Linked DNA regions of Xenopus tropicalis: region 2 is linked to region 1. Evidence: chromatin contacts called from public Hi-C data. All regions are on one chromosome and are shown on one strand. The core of a region is the stretch at or near the end of the contact, and the rest is flanking DNA. Distances in the headings are between cores, read along the strand shown. Region 1 holds the start of trim13 (tripartite motif containing 13). Region 2 has its middle 69 kb from the start of mir15a.

Region 1 (7,128 bases), core at 1,639-4,138:
TACAAAAACCCCTAGATCCTTCTCCATTAAGGAAACCCCCCAACACACTACCATTCAGTAGATAGTTCGCGTTAATATTATTTCTACCAAAGTGCATAACTTTGCACTTATCAACATTGAACCTCATTTTCCAGTTTGCTGCCCAGTTTTACAATTTTGTCAAATCGCTCTGCAAAGCGGCAGCATCCTGCATGGAACTTATAGTTTTGCACAATTTAGTGTCATCAGCAAAAATAGAAACAGTACTTTATATGTGACACGTTTGGAAACCTTACCAATTGGCATATACATACCCAGGGTGTCAACCCTCCCAAAAATGTTGCGATTTCCCTCCCAACCCCCCGGTCTCCCGATGTGTTTAAACCACCCCTGGTTGTGCACTGCACATGCATAGTTGACTTTATCAATGTCATTTGGTGCATTACACATAGGGGCACATTTACTAAGACACGAATTCGAATCCGAATTGGGAAAATTCCGATTGGAAAACGAACATTTTGCAACTTTTTCGTATTTTTTGCGAATTTTCGGCGCCTTTACGACTTTGCGGAAATTGTCACGACTTTTTCGTTACCAATACGATGCGCTTGTATCTTGTCGCAACTTTTTCGTATTGAGCGCTCGTAAGCGGCGGGTGAAACTTTCAGACTTAGCATGATTTTGGAAGTCTCCCATAGGGCTCAATGGCACTCTGCAGCTCCAACCTGGCCCAAGGAAAGTCTCCCATAGGGCTCAATGGCACTCTGCAGCTCCAACCCGGCCCAAGGAAAGCCTCCCATAGGGCTCAATGGCACTCTGCAGCTCCAACCTGGCCCAAGGAATGTCTCCCATAGGGCTCAATGGCACTCTGCAGCTCCAACCTGGCCCAAGGCAAGTCTCCCATAGGGCTCAATGGCACTCTGCAGCTCCAACCCGGCCCAAGGAAAGTCTCCCATAGGGCTCAATGGCACTCTGCAGCTCCAACCCGGCCCAAGGAAGCCTCCCATAGGACTCAATGGCACTCTGCAGCTCCAACCCGGCCCAAGGAAAGTCTCCCATAGGGCTCAATGGCACTCTGCAGCTCCAACCCGGCCCAAGGAAGTCTCCCATAGGGCTCAATGGCACTCTGCAGCTCCAACCCGGCCCAAGGAAAGTCTCCCATAGGGCTCAATGGCACTCTGCAGCTCCAACCCGGCCCAAGAAAGTCTCCCATAGGGCTCAATGGCACTCTGCAGCTCCAACCCGGCCCAAGGAAAGTCTCCCATAGGGCTCAATGGCACTCTGCAGCTCCAACCCGGCCCAAGGAAAGTCTCCCATAGGGCTCAATGGCACTCTGCAGCTCCAACCCGGCCCAAGGGAAGTCTCCCATAGGACTCAATGGCACTCTGCAGCTCCAACCCGGCCCAAGGAAAGTCTCCCATAGGGCTCAATGGCACTCTGCAGCTCCAACCTGGCCCAAGAAAAGTCACCATACTGAAGCTTGAATGAATCCGAATCTTTCGTACTCGGCGCGAAAGCTGCGAAAAAGTCGCGACTTTTCGCGCAAGTATTAAGGCTACGAAAAAATCACCAGATTTTGCGCAACATTCGGAATGGCAACGAAAAAGTCGCGACAATTATCCGAAAAATCGCAAAATACCGATCATTATGAAAAAAACGCAATCGGACGCATTCGGCCCGTTCGTGAGTAAGTAAATGGGCCCCATAGTTACTTCCTCTGGCCACCATTTTGTGGTGTTCTCTGTGCCTCTCACCAATCACCTGACAGAAAATAATCCACATTCCAATGTGTGTTGGGGGCCCCTGCATGGGGTTAGGGGGGCATAGCGGGGGACGAGCCCCTTGGGGGGTGCAGGACCCCTTGGGCCACAGCTCTGGTGGGCCCTGCACCCCCCAGTCCGACCCTGCCTGCTAGCATACATGCGTGCCCTTGGTTTGTGTGAGCACAGGTCTTATATGAGCCACAGACATTAGTAAATTAAAATGGCAGTATTTCAGTATGGGAATATCTAATGACACATATAATCAGAAAAATAGAATTTTTAAAAAAAAGGCTTTATTTATGTAAAATATACTTATGGGCTTTTTATATGATGCATTTTTATAGAGACCTGCAATGTTTGTATAGTTTCCCTTTATATGCCTGTGTTGTGACTCCATGTGGTAAATCTAGCCTTCCCATTTATAGGACAAAAAAAATGTAAAATCATTTACCAGTTCCATTGAATTTGCTGCCTTCAATTGTTTGGCCCTTCAGTGTGTGAATGTGATGGGGACCTACAATTGTAAGCTCCACTGGGGCAGGGGCTGATAGGGGCAATAGGGCGAATGTGACAGAGCTATATACATATATTTTGGATAATAACTAAAAGGTTAAGGCATATGGCAGGGTTTCTGTCAGGCAGAGGGTTAAAAGGTAAGTCTGGAGTCAGTGGTCTGTCAGAGAAAGGGTTAAATAGTAATCCACATACAGGCATCCCACAAAGACGCAGCTGTGGAGCGACATGTAAGTGCCCTGCCATAATGATTGTGAGGGGTCAGCGTGTGCTGTACGAGCCAAGGCAAGTCCGGGAGCGCCATGACAGCAGGCGGAGCTGCAGGAAGAGAGAGCGATGGGCTGGCACTGTGGGGCGGGCATGGGCTGGCACTGTGGGCGGGCATGGGTTGCACTGTGGGGGGCGGGCATGGGCTGGCACTGTGGGGGGCGGGCATGGGCTGGCACTGTGGGAGGGGCGGGCATGGGCTGGCACTGTGGGGGCGGGCATGGGCTGGCACTGTGGGAGGGGCGGGCATGGGTTGGCACTGTGGGAGGGGCGGGCATGGGCTGGCACTGTGGGAGGGGCGGGCATGGGCTGGCACTGTGGGAGGGGCGGGCATGGGCTGGCACTGTGGGAGGGGCACAGGGAGGAGATCAGGCAGGAGTTGCTCGCACAGGATACACACAGACATTGGATGCTCCCGGCTCCGGCATGTTGAGTGTGGGCCAAGTTGGAGGCGAGAGCAGCTGGGCAGTGGCACACATCGCGCCCTCAGAGCCGAGTGACATTGGCACAGTACGGAGGGTGGCAGCTGCATGGTAAGGCGCGTCAGGCCCGGCATTGCTCTCACACAAATCACAGGCGTGCCATCCACTCGGGCGCCTTTACCCTGCGGGATCTCACTTGTGCCCATCCTCCTCCCTGTGCCCAGCGCTAATTAGGCACATACGGAGCCGTAGCGGTCATGCCCAGCGAGGCAAGTGGAACTTTGCTTTATAATGAAGTTTTAATGACATTTTTGCTACTGCTGTTTCCGCTGTGATATTGGGGGCATTTATCAACATGGGCCTAGCTGCATTGCCGCGGTAACCCATAGCAACCAGTAAAGTTGTCTCTCTTACACTAGGAAATGTGATTGGTTGCACAAGTGACTAGGGCGGTTGGTCCTTCTCTATCCTTGTAGTGCCCAGCCAGGGCAGAGCAACATGCAGCCTCCCAGAGTGTCAGTAACACTGTAGTTCAGCTGCATCTCTGGAGAAGCAGCTTGTCCCTACCCCGCCCAGATTCCCAGCACTTCTCAGTCATGGGTTTGTGGCTGGGACTAAGTCATGTTTTGTTCCTTATTGCAGACACACGCCTGGTACACACATGTGACTCATGGCTGGCACAGGAGGGGGCGGTTGGCACAAACAGTTCTGGGATGTTACAGAAAAGCAGCTTCACTCTTTAGGCTGCCAGTCATAGCCAAGTGCCTGGCCTTAGGCAGATGAGGAGAATGTATGTTGCATTAGTGTGGCCCCTTCTGTGCTGCTTAATAATCCATGCTATGTTTGTGTCATTCAGTGGCCACTAATTATATGTGTTCATTTATTACTCACTCTAATAGTGCTGTCCAGCAATTTCCATGTGATCCAGTTATTTCCTGTACCACACGGCCACTGGGCAAGTTAAATGATGCCACACAAGGCAGGCAATGGAAGGCTAGGTAGGTTCACCTTGTGGCCCTGGGGCCCTATGGACAGCACACACCACAGTAATAAAGCCGGTGTATTTATGTTGCACCTGGCAGGATATAATATGCCGGTGATATGATATCTAAATAATTACATGTTGCTGGTTAGCACTGATAGCATTAATAATGAACTGCAACCAGTGCAGCCCTGCTTAGCTAGAATTTTTTTTTTAGACATGTCCCTGAATTTTCAAGTGATCTGGTCATCCTATAAATATGACAGGATTGTTTATACAGATATGAAACAGTTTGTGGCACTGGAGCACATTTGGGCACATTAGGTCAGTTGCATTAGGTTGGGAGTGTATTTATGGGTGAAACAGATTTGGTATTGTGCTGTAAACTATTGTTTCCTCCTATCCACAGTGTGGGGAAACCATTTTAGGGCGACAGGTGCCCTTTAACTTTGGGTACACCTGGCATTTTATTGTTCATAATGTCTGTTGGATTATAAATACACCACATTCAGCCATGATTATTTCAGATTGCCGTGCGTAAAGTGTTTTACGTTCGGCAATACCTATTCGTCTGCTTTACGCTGTATTTATGGACACTACCTCCCCACGGGCGAGAAATAGCTACGCCGGTCATTGCTGTAATAGTACGAGTAGCGCAAGCTGCAGAAATATAAAGGTTACACGGATACTGTCCATGGATAAACTGATAAACTAAACGGATTGATGCTAGTGTGCACCCTTTCACTCCCAGTACTGAAAAATTGTAAACCAAAATATGTTTTGCCTAACAAAAGCAAGTGTAATTCTAACCAGCTTTCTAATTTATATTAATTACACATTTTCAGCTATTTGTAAATGTAATTGCTACCAAAAGCAATATCTGTGGGTCCTGCTATAAGCTGCACTGCTGGTCCAGAGTGCACATACCACTAAAACAACATAGCAGCAGCCAAGCCTTCTGTTCCCTCAGTGCTGGAAATAATGTCATGACAGCCCCTGCCAATACTATGTTTGAACTTCAGTCAGAATCTGAAGGGAACAGAAAAGGCCATACATCAACTAAAAATGACATTTAAAAATAACAAAACTGCAATTCTAAGCATAGTGCATGGATTTTCCATTTTGCTGTTTTTTAAGCTGGGCAGTCTTTTGTACATTGTACATGTAGTATTTGTAATTGTATACAATGCCATATGAACACAACTATTTAGCTCCCCACAATACAAATTATTCTGCACCCTGTGTATTCCGTTTATAGACTTGTGGTGTAATGACCACTTATTGCCAATAGGTGTTGCTGTCACTTGCCAGTCATTTTTTTCAAAGATGTGAAATATATGAATGGACATTCATACCCCACTGAATTTATTTCCCAGCACCCATTAAGTCTGGCTAATGCAAAATGTAATTCTCAAACACAACATTTATAAACCAGCCCTGACAGATATCTGGCCTGTCAATGTGCCTGCATAGGTCTGTTCTGATCCTGTAGTTGGCCTGGGGAGGCAAAAAAATGTAGCCAAATCAGGTAAAGATCCGCTTCTTTTGTGACCACGTCAAAGGAGTGGATTATGTGTATAGCCAGCTTTACGCAAAAATATAAACAAGGGGTTGAATGCTAACTACAGAACTATGGAATTAACTTATCCTAAAAAAATAGGACATTTATTTCCAAGAAATAATTTCTTTGTAGGTTTTGCATAAATATATTAATTGCATTAATGGTCCTTAGGTAAAGAAAAACGATTTTCCTTTATTGAAATGCAATGAGCAGTCATAGTACTGTATGTACATAATGGCCTGCACACTGATCAAATCAATTTGTAATGGGGCTCATACATGGGTGGGATTTACTAACTGTTAATACACACACATGGAATAGGCAGACTTGCCCTTGTACATGACTTTCAATTCTCTAATAGCTGGAGTCACTCTCAGTGCTGTCTCATAAAACCACAACTTCTTCATTTCTTTCAGGATGTGATGGAGGTGCTGGAGGAAGATCTAACGTGCCCAATCTGCTGTAGCCTTTTTGATGACCCAAGAGTCTTACCTTGTTCACACAACTTCTGCAAGAAATGTTTGGATGGTGTTCTGGAAGAGAACTCTCGGACTATGCAGTGGAGGCCTTCCTCTTTCAAATGCCCCACATGCCGTAAAGAGACCCCAACAATGGGCGTTAATGGCCTTCAGGTAAACTATTTGCTTAAAGGCATTGTAGAAAAATACAACAAAATTAAGGTTTCACCAAAGATGCCTGTCTGTAAGGAGCACAGTGATCAGCCTCTCAATATTTTTTGCTCTACTGACTTAAAGCTGATTTGTGGGAGCTGTGCCACCACTGGAGAACACAAGAAGCATGTATTTTCCTCCATTGGGGATGCTTACATTCAAGAGAAAAGCTCTTTGGAGACCTTATTTCAGGGTGTTGAAGAGTGGAATAGCAAAGAGGTTCACTCCCACCTGGACACCTTAGAATCTAACAAAAGAAAGGCTCTTCATTCACTTGCCAAGGAGTCGGACAAAGTCAAGGCCTATTTTGAAAAACTCCAGTATCTGCTGGAACAGAAGAAAAATGAAATCCTCTCCGATTTCGAGACCTTGAAGCTTGCTGTGATGCAGGCCTACGACACTGAGATAAACAAGCTCCATACAGTTCTCAGTGAACAGCGAAAGGCTTGTAATATTGTTGAAGACCTTAAGAATATATCTGATCCTTTTATGTTCCTACAGCAGATGCAGGAATTTAGGGATAAGATGTCATTTATCAAGGAAGCCCCTTTGACTACTGGGCAAGATGTCAATGTCAATCCAGCCATGAAGGAGTTTGATACAAGCATGTGGGACAGCATTAAACTGGGGGAAGTGGATAAACTATCCCTACCACAAGACATAACCAGCAAAAAAGAGCCTGGAGATGCCAAGACCTTGCATAGTTTGAAGCCAATTTTGGTGGTTGCCTGTCTAATTCTTTTGCTAGTGACATTCCTTTGTGCATATCCTTTTATTGACAGCCTTCCAACCTTCACTATTGACCTGCAGGTGATATCTTCATACTTCTTTACCACAACAGCAAAAGCAGCCAACCTAACCATCCTGTTCTGGGAGCAGCTTTCTGAAGAATTACTTATCTTAAAACAAAGGTGCCAGACATATGTCTCTGTGTTTCTGGAGAACGTAGCGGAATTTGTTTGTAAATATA
Region 2 (7,128 bases), core at 1,876-4,375, 86 kb after region 1:
ATTCAAATAAGGGGATGGAAAGTTAGCTTCTCGTCTTGCACCTTGAAAAGACATAACCCTAGTTGCACAGTTTATTTCTGGCTTTAGGAAATACAGGTGGCTCCAATACAGTGGATCCAAACAATGAAGGCAGTTAATACAGTGCTGGTCAATTCAGTGATATTTATCCATGACCTTAGGGACAAGGGGACATGCCCAGAGCACCTGTGTAAACTTATGACTTAGGTAAACTGTAAAACACAATGAGAGACTGGGGCAGGTTTGGATGTGACATTTCAGGTACCATAGTGTTGTATTACCTCTGGGTAATTATGCTTTATTATGTTGTCCAAAAGAATGAGATACTCTAAGAATATCATTAGCAGGAATAGTGTTTATGAGCCACTGTTTGCTGCTCACCACAGGAAGTTTCCCTATATTAATCATCAGCAGGGGACACTATATATCTGTAGCAGCATAGGAATTTCCCTTCTATTAATCCTATTACCAGCTATATAGAGCAGGAATTCCCCTCTTTTAGAGTCTATAGGAAGGAGACACCATAAGGCTATATCAGCATAGGAATTCCCCCTGCACTAAGCATTATACTGTAGGACACTCTAAAGCCAGAGCAGCCTACAAATCAGTCATTGTTTTTCTTTAGATATAAATACATGAATATAGCATATATCATTCACCTGAACAAAATAGGAAAACTTTTAGTTAGGCAATGTCCTTGATGTCCATAAATCATTAGGCAGAAACTCTGGCCCACTAAGGGTCCATGCTTTCTCATTTTAACATTTCATCAAAATGCAGAAATACCAATCAATTCACTAAAAAAATAGGCATTTTCTTATCAGGCCATATAGGGGCTTTTAGTAATTTCAAATGACAGATGCAGTGCATTGTGGGAAACAATAGTTTAAAAAACAGTCTTATTAACCAAATAAAGGCTAACAAATAGTCAACCACCATTACATACATGTACCAGGGGAGTTTCTGAGCCCCTTGCTGCCTGGCATGCCCACTCTAAAGCCAACCCCCAGCGCAGAGAGGGCAAATGTTCTCTCCACACTACAGAAGTGCTGAATTTCAGGTTAAAAAAAAAACTTTTTTTTAACTTACTGCATTGTACAAGAGCACTACTGTACACAGAGCTACATGAATGGGAGCCTGCGCAGTGACTGTCTGGTCACTCCTTTATTCAGTATAATGCCAAGTCTGACCTGCCTGTACAATTTGATGTTAAAATCGCTAAAACAAGTTTCTTGGCTTAGAATGTGGAGTGCTGACATGGCTTCAAGAGTTTGTGTCCATAAAATGATTTAAATAAGAAACGTCATTGAATTAGTATATGGAATAGCAATATGGAATGTTAGTGAGAGCTGCGATCACTAAAGCTAGAGCGCTAGGGGTGCGATTAGGCGGCTGTCGCATGTTGCAGATGCCCTGTGCCCATTAGCTCCGCCCACTCCCTGTATCCGCCAGAAGTCAGTCTGAACCTGGGTCACATTGGCAGCCATGGGTCAGCTCGAAAAATGCTCTCAGGCTGTGTAAGCATAACTTAAGTTTAACAAAATTGTGCCAGGAGAGGGTGCGTGTTGCCAGATCTATAATTGGAATTACTTCCATGTCGGGTATAGAGAGAGTGACAACGTTGCGCTATGATCTAAAGATGGGCTCATCCCATTCTTTTTAACATCCGTGGCACAGACAAACTGTCGTCTAAGTGTCGTGTGTATGTTGATACAAACAGTATGTGTATTTCGGTAGGAATCTAGTTAGGATACTCAGCTGTACTGTGACTACATAATCTAGGTATAGATTATACTTGCAGGTTGTGCTTTATTGCTGTTGTTACACATATAAATTTACATGGTTAAAATTAAACCAAACCACCACGTCCATTAATCGGCAGAGGAGGATGGTGGGGCCATGAAATCTCCGTTGTTTGCGACAGGCCGGGATATTTTTACAGACAAGAAGTAAATAGAGTCAAATCAGAGCAGGAAAAAGGTATTAGGAAAAAAAAAACTATTTCTAAACTACCAGAAAAAAATGCAAAGTAATATTTTCATGTTTCAGGTACAATTAAACAAAAATCTATCTGTCTTTCTAAAGAAGCATTAGAATTCCATTGATGGATCCGTTCAACTTTACTACATAAGAAATTAAGAACCTGGGAAAAACCTTAATTTTATCTTGGATCAGTAAATACACCATTTAAAAAAAATAATAATAAGCAACGTGTACAAAGTGTCATAACTTGTATTACCTGCCCACACTTCCAACAATTAGTGTGCTAAAATACCATTTACCAGGAATAGTGCAGGGATCGCTGCTCTTTGGGAACACCAATGTTCACCTTCCGTGCAAAGTTATCCAAAGGAAAGGTTCATATTGTCTAACTAAAGGAGCAAATGGACAACTCTACAAGGCCGATAAGATAAATAAGCAGGTTAGAAATGTCCTGGTAACTGACATAATAACGTCCTTAACAACGTGACCTGGAACCTGCACTACTCGGTTTATTCTGCTAAACGATGCACGAAACTCACATTGCACATTTATAGTGAATTATCTTCTCAGTCAAACTCATCTATAAATAAAAGCCTTCCTGTTCAATAAAACATTCAACTATTAAATCAATCAAAATCGATAAGGTGTGGGCCCCACTCTCTCTTTGAATAAATGACAATTAGGTTATGTTACAGATGATTTAGGAAGGTGTATGGCCAGCTAAGGCGTTGAACTGACTACACTACAAGTATTATATTGTAAAATAGTAACATTCCTTTTTTCTTTTCAACAATTTTTATTAACATTTTAAATTGTACAGAATGAACATCCCAGTGCCAGTTAACTATTCTGACGTATATGTATCCATTCAAGAAGTAGGAAAAAGAAGAAGAGGAAATAAAAATCTCGATTATGTATCTTAAAAGTGGTAGATCGCGAAGTTAAAATGCCTCTTTAATGTTTATAAGGCACGCATTCTGTTCCTTTAAATATAAATAAGAACTCAAGAGCTGTACTTTTATAAACGAAATCTTCGCAGTCTGGTCACTATTACCAGTGCTTTGCCTATATATTCAGCATTCAGTCGTGTTACACCCTCGCACAAACAGTGCACAAGAGCGCTATGCGGTACGCACATGTATTACACGGTGTCCCCTGCTCCTCCTCATTAGTGTGGGGTTAAATGGATTATATCACCATAATTCAAATAAGCTAAAAGGAACAGTGAAAGAAAGAGCGATATTGTGTGCCCTCCCCCAGCCCCCATGAAGAGCCCAGTGGACAGCCCCACAGACATAATATTGGCTTTCATATGGCTGTGTGGTTTCTTGGTGATGGGCTGTAGACTCTAATGCAGAATTCATGGCTCTCTGGGAGCACAAAGCCTCCTCACACTGATAAATGCTGGGATTGTCCCAACCAGTCTTCTCTTTCCTGTCTGCTTGGCAAGGAGATGCCATCTGCTGTTTCAGTAAGGAGAGGGCCAGGGGGACAGCAGATAGGGGGCGCCCGTGTTCCCTGGTAACTTGTTCATTTAATTGCCCTAGCAAGTAAAAATAAGAGGCAGTTAGGATGCTGCTAGGTTATATTATATGCCCAAAGCTTCTCATGTAAGGAGGAGATATTTGATCTCTAGATTTAAAGATTCATTCATGTAACTGTATTTTAGCTGAGAGGAAAACAGTGCAACTTTTAGATACAAACATTCCTATACTGTATCCTCAGGTGATGAGTATCAGAGACCCTCACAACTGCACCACAGATGCTACAGCAACAATAAAAACAAGGAAAAAAACAACAGTAAAAATAATGAACTACCCCTTGACCCCTCTAAAGGCCTCATGAAGGCCCGGCCATGGGGGTTATGCCGGGAGCAGAGTATTGCCTAAATATAACTCCCAATCGCTTCTGGTTATAGAGCCTCTGAGTCACTTCTTAGCCAATCCCACTCTTTTATTCTAGCCAGAATGTAAGGACTGTAGCGAATGATCAGCCATTGTGCGGAGAAAGGGCACCCCCCGCAAGTAGAAATTGAGAATTAGTAAGCAGTTATGTATGTGCTGTAATGCAGACAGCAGTTACATCAGTTAGCCGCAAGCGACAATCTCAGTGAATGAGTGTGAGCTGTTACAGATTCAGAACGAGAGTCCTCAGTATTTCCCTAAGCTTTGATTTCATATGAAACCGCCCCCACCGCATTTAGAGAAATGGTTAAATCCGCAGTGATAGCCTGGGCAGATAATTGTCCTTTTCTTAGCGAGCTGCCGGACTTTCCATTCTCAGAGCTGGAAGGGGGGAGTCAGGGGATTGAAACAGCCGCTGTCCCCTGCCAAGTCTCAGCGCTGGACCCTAACAAGAGAGCATTGAAGCTTCCAATCTGAGCTAAAAAAAGACCTTTCAGCTAAAGGAACGTCTGCTCCAGCGAGGGGTCCCCGCAACGCAACTGGGATTTCAATGCAGTGCAATAGCTTGAGCATCTCATTAGCACTAAAACACAAGTGGCAGGCAGGGATAATAGAGCCTCCATCTTAAATAATTATGGGATTTTCCAATATCTATCTGTCATCTATCATCATCATCATGATCATTATCTGTGTCAGTCTATCATCTAGTTCCATCTATATGATCTAGAATGACCCCTATTTTTCCCTAGCCCCGCCTTCGGACTTTGTAACCTTTTATACGGTTCAATCAGCAACAATCAATAATTGTGTAAATTATGATCAAACAAACACACGTTGATTATGTTTCTCATTCTGGGTACCTTTTCTGCTTCACTAGAGCAAAGTGACAAAATGAAGCCTTAGCAAAGAAATTTAAGTACAAAACGGATAATCTATTTACTACATTTTGAATATCATACATTTTTTTCTCTAGAAATGTAAAGTAGACGTTTTGGTTTTACATCCATATCTAATGGTTTGTTTAATATATCTTACACGCCAATTTGTTATTCTTTAAATAAAAGTAATTGCTGAATTCATTTGATTATTGATTAATGTATGAGTCCCTCTCCCCCCTGTCTCCCTCCCCCTGACAATACATGCACATTTTTTTAAATATCGAAATTATGTATTAATTATGTAATAACCGCATTTGTTCTATAAAAATAATGTACTACATACTTTTCTTCTGACTAATTTATGTCAGCTCTCTCTCCACTAGCACTGTTTGCAGATCCCATGTTACAGAATTATATATTAAGGTTCCAGTCTTCTATTTTTGTTAATGAAAAAAACATGGAGAAACCATCGATGTGTTCGGACACTTTCCATACGAAATTCAAAGCCCAGTTATAAATCTGCTTTTGGTGATGATATTGGAATTGTATTCTTTAGAGACATAATTCAGTTTTTACTACCAAATACACCACAGTGAGCTGTGTGGTGATAGCCACTCGAATAGAGAATATAAACTAATTCCTGTGTTTTTAATCCTGTCTTTCAGTTGATACTATTAATGTCAGTCTACCGATGTGGGTTCTCAGAAATATTTGCTTTAATCTGTGCCTTAATTCATATATAATATTAAGCAACTGCACCGATCCTGTAAAATAGAATCAGTATGCAATACTGTCACAATATAAAGAATCATAGTCCAGTTCTTAATTATGGGACATCAATTAAACTCTATACAAACACGTTCGTTTTAAAGGGATTTCAAGAAAAAATATAACCCATGTAATAGCCCTCGATTAACTCTGATTCTTCTGCATTGGCTCAAACGGAATTTTTAGCCACTTGTGCGTTAAATTGAACTCATCGGTAGTTTTTTTTAAGTGCTCCTATGGGAAACCTTACAATATAAAAGTTTAAGCGTTATATTGTATCACAGGGACACGAAATGTGTTAGGGTGAAGGCACACTGGGCTACTAGTAGCAGCTACTTTTTCAAGCCTGCTAAACTCCAGAAAATACCCTGCCATAGACAATAGTGAGCGTTGCCTCTGCTAAAATCCACAGGGACAATTATCAGTAAATGATCGGCATTGTCTTTTTAGCCACGACAAGTAGCTACTACTAGTAGCTCTGTGTGTCTTCACCCTAACACATTTCGTGTCCAGGAATCGAAGTTTCGCCCAATGTAACATCCACACATCTCTTCATCTGATTATCTCTCCATTATGTGTATATTTGTCTATCCATTACCTTTATCACTAACTATACTATAGATATAGACAATACTATTGACAGCAGATATATATCTGCCGAGCTATAAGTTCTCTGGCATAAATGAAATGGAAATTCACAGTTGCAGAACGACTGAGTCATTCACATCGTTGCGACACGTTCGTCTCATCAGTCTCACGTTTTATTACACTGGGTTTATTGCGTTCTATTAATGATCAGAAACGAAATCAGTCCCCAGCCTGATAGTATGTGGGGAAGGCGGTGGTGCCACAGAAAGACAAGCAGGTAACTTATTGGCTGGCACTGTTGCTTTTAATTAACCCCTGCAGCGCCATACCCATGTGCAAGGCTGTACAGATACACAGACCGCTGGGATGGACCGTGGGTGACTGCAATTGATTATTGTAACTTGCAAGTTGCTGTCAAGCTGCCAGATCGCGCTGTGGTTCCCGGAGGGGCAACTCTGCAGTCCCATATTTATCACCGGGCTGACCAAAGCGCTAATATTAGCTCTCTGACGTAATTCTGCATGATTCTCTATGGATTTGGCCCGGCCCTGCTGCTCATCTCTGCCCCTCTCAGCAGCTCTTTCATCTCTCTACAGGGGGGCCCACCCACACATTGTGATCCTCTCATCTTTCACATATGCGCTACATTTGCGCAAAGGTAACTTTAAAATAAAGTGTTTCTTGAATTATATTACATGTGTGTTTTATTTTATTGGCCAAGGCTGTAGGTAGGTATTATTCTCATAATTACTAAGTTATCAGTCCCTAGCAACCCCAAACAACCCAGCTCACAGACTTCACATTCTGCTTTATCCTCATCTCTGTACAAATGTGTCCAGACACCCTAGGGTGGGACTGCACAAACCCCGGGGGCTTAGACATCAAAATCCATTCTTCCCACTACTGTCACTACTGATATTTCTATCAGGTACTTACAAACACCTTGCCCCTATACTTGCAGCTCAGAGCAGAGGCTTTCTTGAATAAAC

Evidence for each region. A called contact is a pair of places that touch in the nucleus more often than the background predicts.
Region 2: a contact with region 1 is called in a Hi-C map of liver, with 2.6 times the contacts expected there. The contact joins the enhancer-like site here to the promoter of trim13 in region 1. A contact is called at or near these places in 4 of 5 Hi-C or Micro-C datasets (brain, liver, neurula embryo and 1 more).

What each region holds. Positions count from the first base shown.
Region 1 is chr2:149,419,304-149,426,431 of UCB_Xtro_10.0, forward strand. trim13 (tripartite motif containing 13) reads left to right here and starts at 2,889. Exons shown (of 2, transcript XM_004911967.4): 1 at 2,889-3,055; 2 at 5,904-7,128. The coding sequence starts at 3,053.
Region 2 is chr2:149,505,071-149,512,198 of UCB_Xtro_10.0, forward strand. No RefSeq gene overlaps it. Among named protein-coding and RNA genes, the nearest start is that of mir15a, 69 kb to the left of the region's middle. Within about 2 kb of position 3,126, at least 3 of the 11 cell types and tissues checked have an H3K27ac peak or open chromatin away from gene starts, as enhancers often do. A contact at or near this core is called in liver and neurula embryo, where this site is marked.